Regions from separate parts of the Sus scrofa genome. Here regions 1 and 2 are each linked to region 3. The links are chromatin contacts, called in public Hi-C and HiChIP or PLAC-seq maps. All regions are on one chromosome and are shown on one strand. Each heading gives the region's core, a stretch centred on a gene start, on an enhancer-like site or on the middle of the called end of the contact. The rest is flanking DNA. Distances are from core to core; before and after follow the strand shown.

Region 1 (2,725 bases), core at 145-2,644, 300 kb before region 3:
AAATTCTAGAACTGTGAGATAATGAGTGTTATTTTAAGCTACTAAGTAATCTGTTATGCAGCAGTAGAGAACTAATATACACACACTGTCTTCAGGTTTGGTTCTTATTGTATTGCATCCTCTCTTATATTTTATATCTGCCACAATTCTCCAACAGATTTTTAGTCTCTGTAGTGTAAGAGGCCATGGCATCTAGCTTTGCCTCCACACCATCTAGCACAGAACTGTGTTGTCAGTCTTCACAAGTGGCGCTCCAGCACCTGAAACAGAAGCAGTGCCCAGGGCACAGAGTAGAGGCTTAGGACTTGTTCTTACCTCTAGAATCAGTGGGTGAGCAACTGCATCAGGCTTTATCAGTGCCAGAGTGAGCTGGAGTGCCTGAGGGCTCCGCAAGATCGAAGTCATCTCCCTCCTGCCATGAAGAGAGCCAGATTGGAGACCCATCAGTGCTGCATTCCCCACCTTTCCCACTCTGGAGCCTTTAAGTCAACCAGGGCTCTCACTCCTAACTCATAAAGCAGATGACAGTTACTTAGTATTTAATTGCTCATTTGGGCTCATGAGATGGAGAGAAGGGAGTGGTAGGGGGACCATTCAAGTTGTGCAATTCATAATCTGGCTTGTGCAACTGTAAACCTAGGAAGGAGTTACCCATTCAGAAGTTCAAATTTAAACACTACCTGTCTCTGCCAGTACTCCCATCAGAGAATTTATAATTTACATTCCCAAACAGCCTTGCTACAAGGGTACAAAAACTGTTCCCACAGTATTTGTTAATTAATGAATCTGATCCACCTATTCCAAAGCCAGGGTGCTGGGAGCTATTCTGGGGAGGCAGTCCTAAGGCCAGCTAAATTATGCCTGTCCTGGCTCTTGGTTTACAGCAAATGCTGAAAGGTCGAGAAACTCGCTCAACTTAAACTCGCGCCATTAGACAATTACAAATTTTAGAAGCTGCCTGGGCGTTTGCCCCCACAAGGGTGCCTAGGTCTCTGCTTCCCGGAGGGCGCCAGCCACGCCCCTTGTCCTCCCAAGTGCCTCCGGAACCTGCAGCCCTTCTCCTCCCACCGACACCCGAGGCTCCGCCTTCCAATACCGCAGGCTCCCAGCCTCAGCTTTTGGCAGCGCCTCCTTCCCTCTCTGCTCCTCCGTTTCTCTAGGCCTGCAGCCACGCGAACCGGCCGAGGCCTAAGCCACCCCAGATTCTGGTCTATTCAGAGTTCCAGTCCAGCTGGAGTTCGGGTCCGAGTCACCTGGACCTCCCCGCGCGGCCACCAGGCACTGCGATAGCTGGCCTTGCCGACTAAGCGGGGTCCTTCAGGCGTTCGGCCGGGCAGCCCTCCGTGGGGTCCTTGCCGTGAGGACGCGAGCGCCCTTGGAGTGAGGTATGGCGATGTGCCAGCCAGTCTGGAAGGCCCTGCTGCGGCAAGGACCGCCCCCAGGTGGCCCAAGTGTCTCTACTGCACTTGCCCCGTACCGGATGAGGCAATGAAGTCGTCTCGGGCGGAAGCTGCTCTTCCTAGCTGTCTCGGGCGCCCTCCAGCGGGAGGAAGGGCCAGGGCCGCAGCCCTGAGCGGGGAGGTGGCACGGGGAGGACAGGATGGGCGTTCCAGAGTGGCGTTGCCCAACTCGCTCTCTGTTTTATTTTTAGTGTAAGGTAGTGCCTGGCGCATGGTTGGTGCCCAGTATTTGTCGGAAAAACATGGGTGGCAAAGAACTTGGTCGCCGGATCTCGAGGGCAAACTGCAGCCATTGGAAGTCTTGAGCACAGAGAGATACGTGGACGGGAAGGGCCATAGAATCCCAATATGGGGTTGGTGAGGGAGGATTCTTGACTGAAAGGATGTTCGCAGGTCTTGAGGGAAACTAGTCGTTAAGGCCTTTGAACATGTCGCTAAGGAATTTGAGATAGGATTGGAGTGGGGTTACCCTGGTGTTTGCTGAAGCAGTCCAGGGCGAGGAGGTGAGAAATAGAGGTGTTCATGGTGTATCGTCTAATGTATGGAAAGGGAACAGTGGCAGATTGAATAACGGTAGTAAATTTTGTTTCTTGGAGAGAAGCACTAAATTTGAGAAGAGTGAAAATAAGCGGTAAGTATTATCAATTAAAAAATGTTTAAGCCGACTTTGTGCCTGCATGTACAGGTGTTGCACTGTTGGAATGTTGGAAGGACGTTCTGTAGTTCTGCAGCTTCTTTCCACGGGTGTCTTTAGAAAAGTCCATGTCTTACCCTCTGGCTAGCGAAGAAGGCACGTGTCCATTTCTGCCCTCAGGGGATGAGAGTAAACTTACCGTGTCCCATTGACCAGACCGCTGGTTTTAGCTTTTTTCTCAGATACATAAGGTCCAACTTTGTTTCCTACTTTTATTTTCATTAACATACCTTTGGGATATAGGGATTTTGCCAATTTTTAGGCTGTGGTTATTATTTCACCTTTTCTGTGTGTCTCTCTTACAAACATTGTAGAAGGCTTTATCTCCATATTTTATAGTGGCTTTGACTATCCTCAAAAATAAGCCTGTATAATGAAAGTAATAGCAGATGTGATTTTAGGGGAAGACTCAATAAAAAACACCTTTTTTTTTTTCCCCCTAAACTTGGGCTCAGAACAGAAATAGAGGAATGGTGGGTAGGTGGAGACCAAACATCAGCTTAATTAATACTGATGGAGCTGTTGGAGAATGTCACTTAATGCATCTGCCTTCTAACTCTGCACTATCCAA
Region 2 (2,700 bases), core at 84-2,583, 310 kb after region 3:
CACTCCACCTCAGTGCAATTCCCAGGAGCTCTTGACCACGATCCTTGCCCTTCTGACCTTCACTTTTCGCACTTCATTGGCCTGAAATTCTGGTGTACAGTTGTGGTGAATGAAGCCAATACCACCTGTAAGCTGTAGCAGATGCCAAAAGAAAATAGGGAAACAGGGACAAAGAAGAGTGGCATCACTGTATGCCTTTGACAAGAGATGGGACCCCTGCTTCTGCCCTCATATGTGACAATGCTCACCGCCATTGCTATGGCCATCCCAGCCTCTGTGACTGTGTCCATGGGTGAGGAAACCAGTGGGGTCTTCAGAGTGATCTTTTTAGTCAGAGCAGAGGTGAGGTCCTAAAGAAATAAGGCCAACTAATATGCAAAAGCACCTCATATACTTCAGGTCAGTGCCACGTTCCCCACAAAACAAGTGCCCTTTATGACCTGCATGCCAGTAAGACTCTTCCCTTCCATAGAATCCACCCCCAAACCCAAACTGGTGAGGTAGCCAAAGGGGACAGCAGCAGCATCTTACCTAAACTTTACACCCATCCAACTCCTGTCCATACTCACCACTTGGTCTGCTGTGAAGTCGATATACCCAGGGAGAATGAGAAAGTCACTAAAGGGGAGGGGAAATGGGAGTAAGGGTCAGGATTACAGCAGCCTGAAACACCATCCCCAATAGATCATCTCTTAAGGCATTTGAGCAGAGAGGACAATGAACTAGACCGAGTATCACAGGCAAGGCAGAAAAGAAGGTAGAGATGGAGACAAGGGACCTTTTCTGCCACCTAGCTGTCATCGGCGCCCCTGGAACCCTGACAACTCCATGTGCCCGGAGATTGGAATTTCTAGCCTGAAATGCCAAGCACTACCAAGATGCCTCCTCCATCCCGCCCGCTTCAAACGGAACCTCAGAGATGTGTGGTAATTTCCTGAACCTGTCTCCCACGCCTGAGTCCAAGTAGGCTCAAAGGAAGCCCCACCCGGCCTCCCAACCCAGCGCGCCGCCCCTCTCCTCGCCCAGGTGAGGCCGCTAAGCCCGCACTTGTACGTGAGGCCGTCCCCGCAGTTGAACAGCTGCTGAGCCGTGAGCCCGTCGTCCGGTACGTAGGACGTGCCCCCACTAATCAGGTAATCGGCCATGGTTAACGCGGGGGCTAAGCCGCGTGTCTCCGAGGACCGCGCCGCAGAGGCCTCTGCCTTCTGGGCCGCGCCAATATAAACCAGCCGAAATCGTCACTGCGCCCTGCGCGCCGCTGACGTCAGGACGCAGCACGCACAGGCGGAGCCCACACGCCTTTAGGGCGGAGCTGGCGGGAGGAAACGCAAGCGCAGAGCATGCTCTAGCTGCGTCGCCTGGTAGAGCTGTTCCCCTATCGCTACCCGCTCCCGCAAGACCTTGCCCCTTTAAATTAACAAGCAAGGCTTTGCTGCCACTGTCCCCCCAGCTTCCTCCCAAATAAAGAGACGTTGTTCACTAGCATGTTGAAAAGACGTGCTTGTCATTCTTAATAAACAACTAGATTAAGAATACATAAGAGAAACAGAGTGGTATCTTTATATGATACACAAGTGTATGTTACAAGAATTCCATCAGGCACAGGAGCCTCAGGTTTAAGGCCTCAATGTTAGGCCAAAAAAAAAAAACCAAAAAAAAAAAACCAAAAAAAAAAAAAAGGTAAAGTTTTTACTTTAACATCTAAAATGTCATTTGTCATAAAGAAGGGTGTAATAGAAATTGTCTTTAATAAATCATAATTGAAGTTCCCCTCATTTTCCTTCCATTAAGATGCTAGGTTTATGTCTGAGCATGAAGAAAGAAAAGGCCATGGCTCGCTCCCCTGTGGTCAGCAATGTCTGCCAGTCATAATGGAAGCCAGCTGGAGAGATCTCTCTGTAGGGTCCATCCATCATTAATTCCATCTTTCTGGAGGAAGGATAAGGGGCCACATTTCTCTTAACAGTCCAAGCCCTTTCCTCAGGCCCCAAACAAAAAAAGTCAGCCAGCAACTTTCTAGAACATCTGGCTCTCAGGAAACCCAGAGCCCCCATGGGCTGAGGAGTCTGCCACAGCAGGTTTATGAAGATGCACGGGGGCAAAGTTTCCTTTTACATTTTAAACAGAAGCAGTCTGAAAGGCTTCATAACTACACCAATAAAAAAGAAAAGAAAAAAATGGAGGCCTCTTCTTTAGTGTGAAAGTCTGTCCGTTTTTTCCTGGATCGTCTCCCTTGAACCACGGCTGAGGGATCTCAGTGCATGGTGCTTGCATTAGCCACTGCTATGGCCTCCTGAATTTCTCGTATCACCAGGATTCGAGTCAGCATCTGTCCCATCTGCTCTCTGCTGATAGGCTGGACCGAGTACCAGATTGGGCTGTTGGGAGCCACCACCGGCTCTGGCGTCAGGTAAAAGGTGTCATTCCGGCCTTTCACACTCTGAGGGCTGAAGGATATATGGGTGAAAGCTGGGTGAAACCACCATAATCTCAACCCTCCCACCTTGAACCTCCTAGACAAATGCTCTCCAAAAGATAGGAAGTTCTGGAAGGTAGTCACACAGTTCCTCAATTCCATGCAGCCAACACACACTACCTCTAGGACATCCCTTTGGAGTTACTGCAAATGCCACTGACAGGGTGCCTACCTTCTGCTCCTCCCTCACATGCTGCCAGGTGTGATTCTTCTGACTTGGACTC
Region 3 (2,700 bases), core at 28-2,527:
GGTAGTGTCGATCCATACTTTCGCGATCCAGAGCGGCCTCTGTGCGGATGAGGCCGCTCTGCGGGTCGATGCTGAACAGCTCCAGAGAGCGGCTGTTCATGAGCGCAGCCAGCGAGTAGACCAGGCGCCCGGCCTCGCCTGCGTCCGGGTCCTGCGCCACAACGCGTAGAACCGCTGTACCTGCTGCCTCATTCTCGGGCACTAGCGCCTGGTAGTTGTACTGCGGAAACTGCGGGTGGTGGTTCGCGGCGCGACGGGGGCGGACTCTGCCAGCTGAGGGTATTCTCCACGCTCCAGGCCCTGCCGGGACCCCAGGGGGGCGCGGCCCGGGGCGCTGCGGGAGGAAGCGGCGGCGGAAGAGACCTCGGGAGCGCATGCGCTCTGGCATTGGCTCGGGAGCTGTCCGGGACACGCGCGGTGCTGAACCGGACGCGAGAGCTGTCCTCCCCGTGCGAGGTGCTGAATCCAGCACGGGACTAGATCCCACAGCCCCAGGAGGGCGGTCCGGTCGGGATGTCGCGGTTCTCTCGCTCTGACCTCTGCGTCCCGGCGCCCACAATTCCCCACAGCAGCGCGTGGTTCCCACTTTTTTGAGGGCGCCTCTCCCAGTATTCCTCTGGGAGAATACCGGCTGGGAACCACGGGTCCGAACCAGAAAGTCCGAAGGGAAAGGAGAGCTGTTTTCCGGGCCCGGGACCCCTGGGGACAGAGCTTCTGGCGACAGGCTATCTCTTTGCAAGGGCCCTGTCCGCCTGCAAGAGGAGACCTCTGGGCGCCAGCATAACAGGGACCCTGGTCCTTGTCCAGTCTCCCGCCCGCGGCTGCCAACTGCCTGGACCCCGAATTCTGCTACCAGCCTCGGCTCCTCAGGGGGCCCTCGACCGTTTTGGGTGCTTTGCCTTCCCCCTTGGAGCCCCACGAAGACAGGTTCCTTGACTCCTAGGCCAGGCTTTCCATCCTCTCGGACCCCGGGAGGCTCGGGACAAAGAGCTAAGGCTCCGCCACCGATCCGCGCCCCTGGCCCCGTAGCGGCAGCTACCCCAGGGCCCCAGTCTTGGCCCCCGTCGCCCCCCAGCTCCTCCCGGCTAAGAGGGAACAAAGAGAGGAGGAGAAGGAACAGAAGTAGCGGGGTCATCGGCCCCCAGAGACCCCACCACGGCTGCCGCCTCGCCATCACCCCCGCTTCCCAACAAGGCCTCCGCCGTCTCCCGCCCGGGTCCAGGCCTTGGGCCCGCCTCACTGCTCTGGCCCCTACCCGGGCCCCTGCCGCCGCCCTGGTCTCCCGCCTCTCGGCTTGTCGTTCCGCGCCACCGCCACCCTCTGGGCACCATCTACTCCGCGGCCAGAGCCTCTTTGGCTTGCGGCGCCGGCTTTTGCCGCCCCCACCACAGCATCCCCGACGCTGCTGCCGCCTCCCGCCGCTCCAACATGGCTCCCGGCCCCTTCGATGGTTCGTTCCACCTCCGCCCCGAAGCCCCAAATCCGGTGGTACAGGCCGTCGCGCATGGCAGCTCTGGATAACGAAGTTGTTGCCGCCATCTTTATTGAGGGCGGAGTCTGAGTGCTGCCCACGGTGCTGAACCGCACGCAGAGATGCACAGCCCCTCGTTCTACTCTCTTCCTTGTAGACACCGCCCACACCCGTCTCCCTCCCTCCAAGGTGCTGTCCAAGCTCCGTCTTCTAGCTTCTGCTTGCGGATTTCTTGTCCCCCATTCAGGAGCACTAGTTCTGAACTCTGTCCCGGATTTTGGTATGAAAATTTGGTGCCCAGGACGTGCAGAGAGAGAGCGTTCTCAGGACTCTGGGGCGGGGATGATACCACGTGGAATCCTGCAGTTGGGGGGAGTGTGAGGGGGACGATAGTTGGACTGGGCCTAGGGTGCCAGCAGTCCGAACAATAGCCTTAGCTGTTCGATCAGCAAGTTTTAACTCATGAAACATACTGGCACCATCTGCTTGTTTGCAGCACCACAAAGGAGCAAAGTAGGAGCAGAGGCCAAACTTTCCTGCCTTGCTGGCCCGCAGCAGTTTTCCGGGCTGTAGGCTCTTGGAAGCTACACCTGCCTCTCCAGGTCCCTAGTCTGGAGCGCTCTGAAATGCCACGTGGAACACAGCATTGCTTTATGGCTGCTAACCTGGCTTCCTCGGGTCCCCGCCCCTCGCCCTCTATGACTGTGTCCCTTAACCCCTTGAAGAGACGAAAGCGAGCTAAATTCTGCCCGCGCTGTGCAAGTCTGGGCGCAGGTCGGGCCAGGCTAGCCAATGGACAGACGCGGTGCAATGTACGTCACAGAAGGCGAACGGCTGCAGAAGGAGGGGGTGAACGCAGAGCGTTCCAATCAGAAAGCCACTGTTTCTATTGGCACAATGGGTGGCTCCGCCCCCATGGCGAACTCATTGTCTGGGCGGGAAGAGACTCCCCGGGTTCCAGAATAGCCCAGAGATAATCCAGGAGGTTTATACCGACCAGCCTGAAAAGGCAGCAGCGACCATGGGTCGCGGCGACACGGGCGGAGAGAGCGGGCGTGCCTGGACGGGGGAGGGCTTTAGGGCTGGAGCCCAGAAGGCACCAAGGGGCGCGGCTCCTGCTTGGAATCAGCAGAAAACTCCTTGGCTAAGGCCTCTGGTCCGCCCCAAGCAGTACCTATGACATCACCACCAACCAATCATATGGTGCATTCTTAGGCCCTCCATTGACT

What was found. A called contact is a pair of places that touch in the nucleus more often than the background predicts. HiChIP or PLAC-seq counts read pairs in DNA pulled down with a chosen protein or histone mark.
Region 1: an H3K27ac HiChIP or PLAC-seq map of alveolar macrophages shows a contact between it and region 3. The contact joins the promoter of NME6 here to the promoter of CELSR3 in region 3. A contact is called at or near these places in 2 of 5 promoter capture datasets (fetal liver and fetal skeletal muscle) and 1 of 2 datasets of contacts at active chromatin or transcription factors (alveolar macrophages).
Region 2: a contact with region 3 is called in a Hi-C map of embryonic fibroblasts, with 4 times the contacts expected there. The contact joins the promoter of IMPDH2 here to the promoter of CELSR3 in region 3. A contact is called at or near these places in 1 of 47 Hi-C or Micro-C datasets (embryonic fibroblasts) and 1 of 2 datasets of contacts at active chromatin or transcription factors (alveolar macrophages).

What each region holds. Positions count from the first base shown.
Region 1 is chr13:31,051,891-31,054,615 of Sscrofa11.1, forward strand. It overlaps NME6 (nucleoside diphosphate kinase 6), which reads right to left and starts at 1,395. Exons shown (of 6, transcript XM_003132178.4): 1 at 1,254-1,395; 2 at 316-412. The coding sequence starts at 405. LOC102162605 (a long non-coding RNA gene) reads left to right here and starts at 1,535. Exons shown (of 4, transcript XR_002337946.1): 1 at 1,535-2,091.
Region 2 is chr13:31,662,327-31,665,026 of Sscrofa11.1, forward strand. IMPDH2 (inosine-5'-monophosphate dehydrogenase 2) reads right to left here and starts at 1,334. Exons shown (of 15, transcript XM_005669533.3): 1 at 1,048-1,334; 2 at 570-618; 3 at 249-350; 4 at 58-132. The coding sequence starts at 1,145. QRICH1 (glutamine-rich protein 1) reads right to left here. Exons shown (of 10, transcript XR_002337951.1): 10 at 1,486-2,447.
Region 3 is chr13:31,356,097-31,358,796 of Sscrofa11.1, forward strand. CELSR3 (cadherin EGF LAG seven-pass G-type receptor 3) reads right to left here and starts at 1,278. Exons shown (of 36, transcript XM_021070639.1): 1 at 1-1,278. The coding sequence starts at 1,174.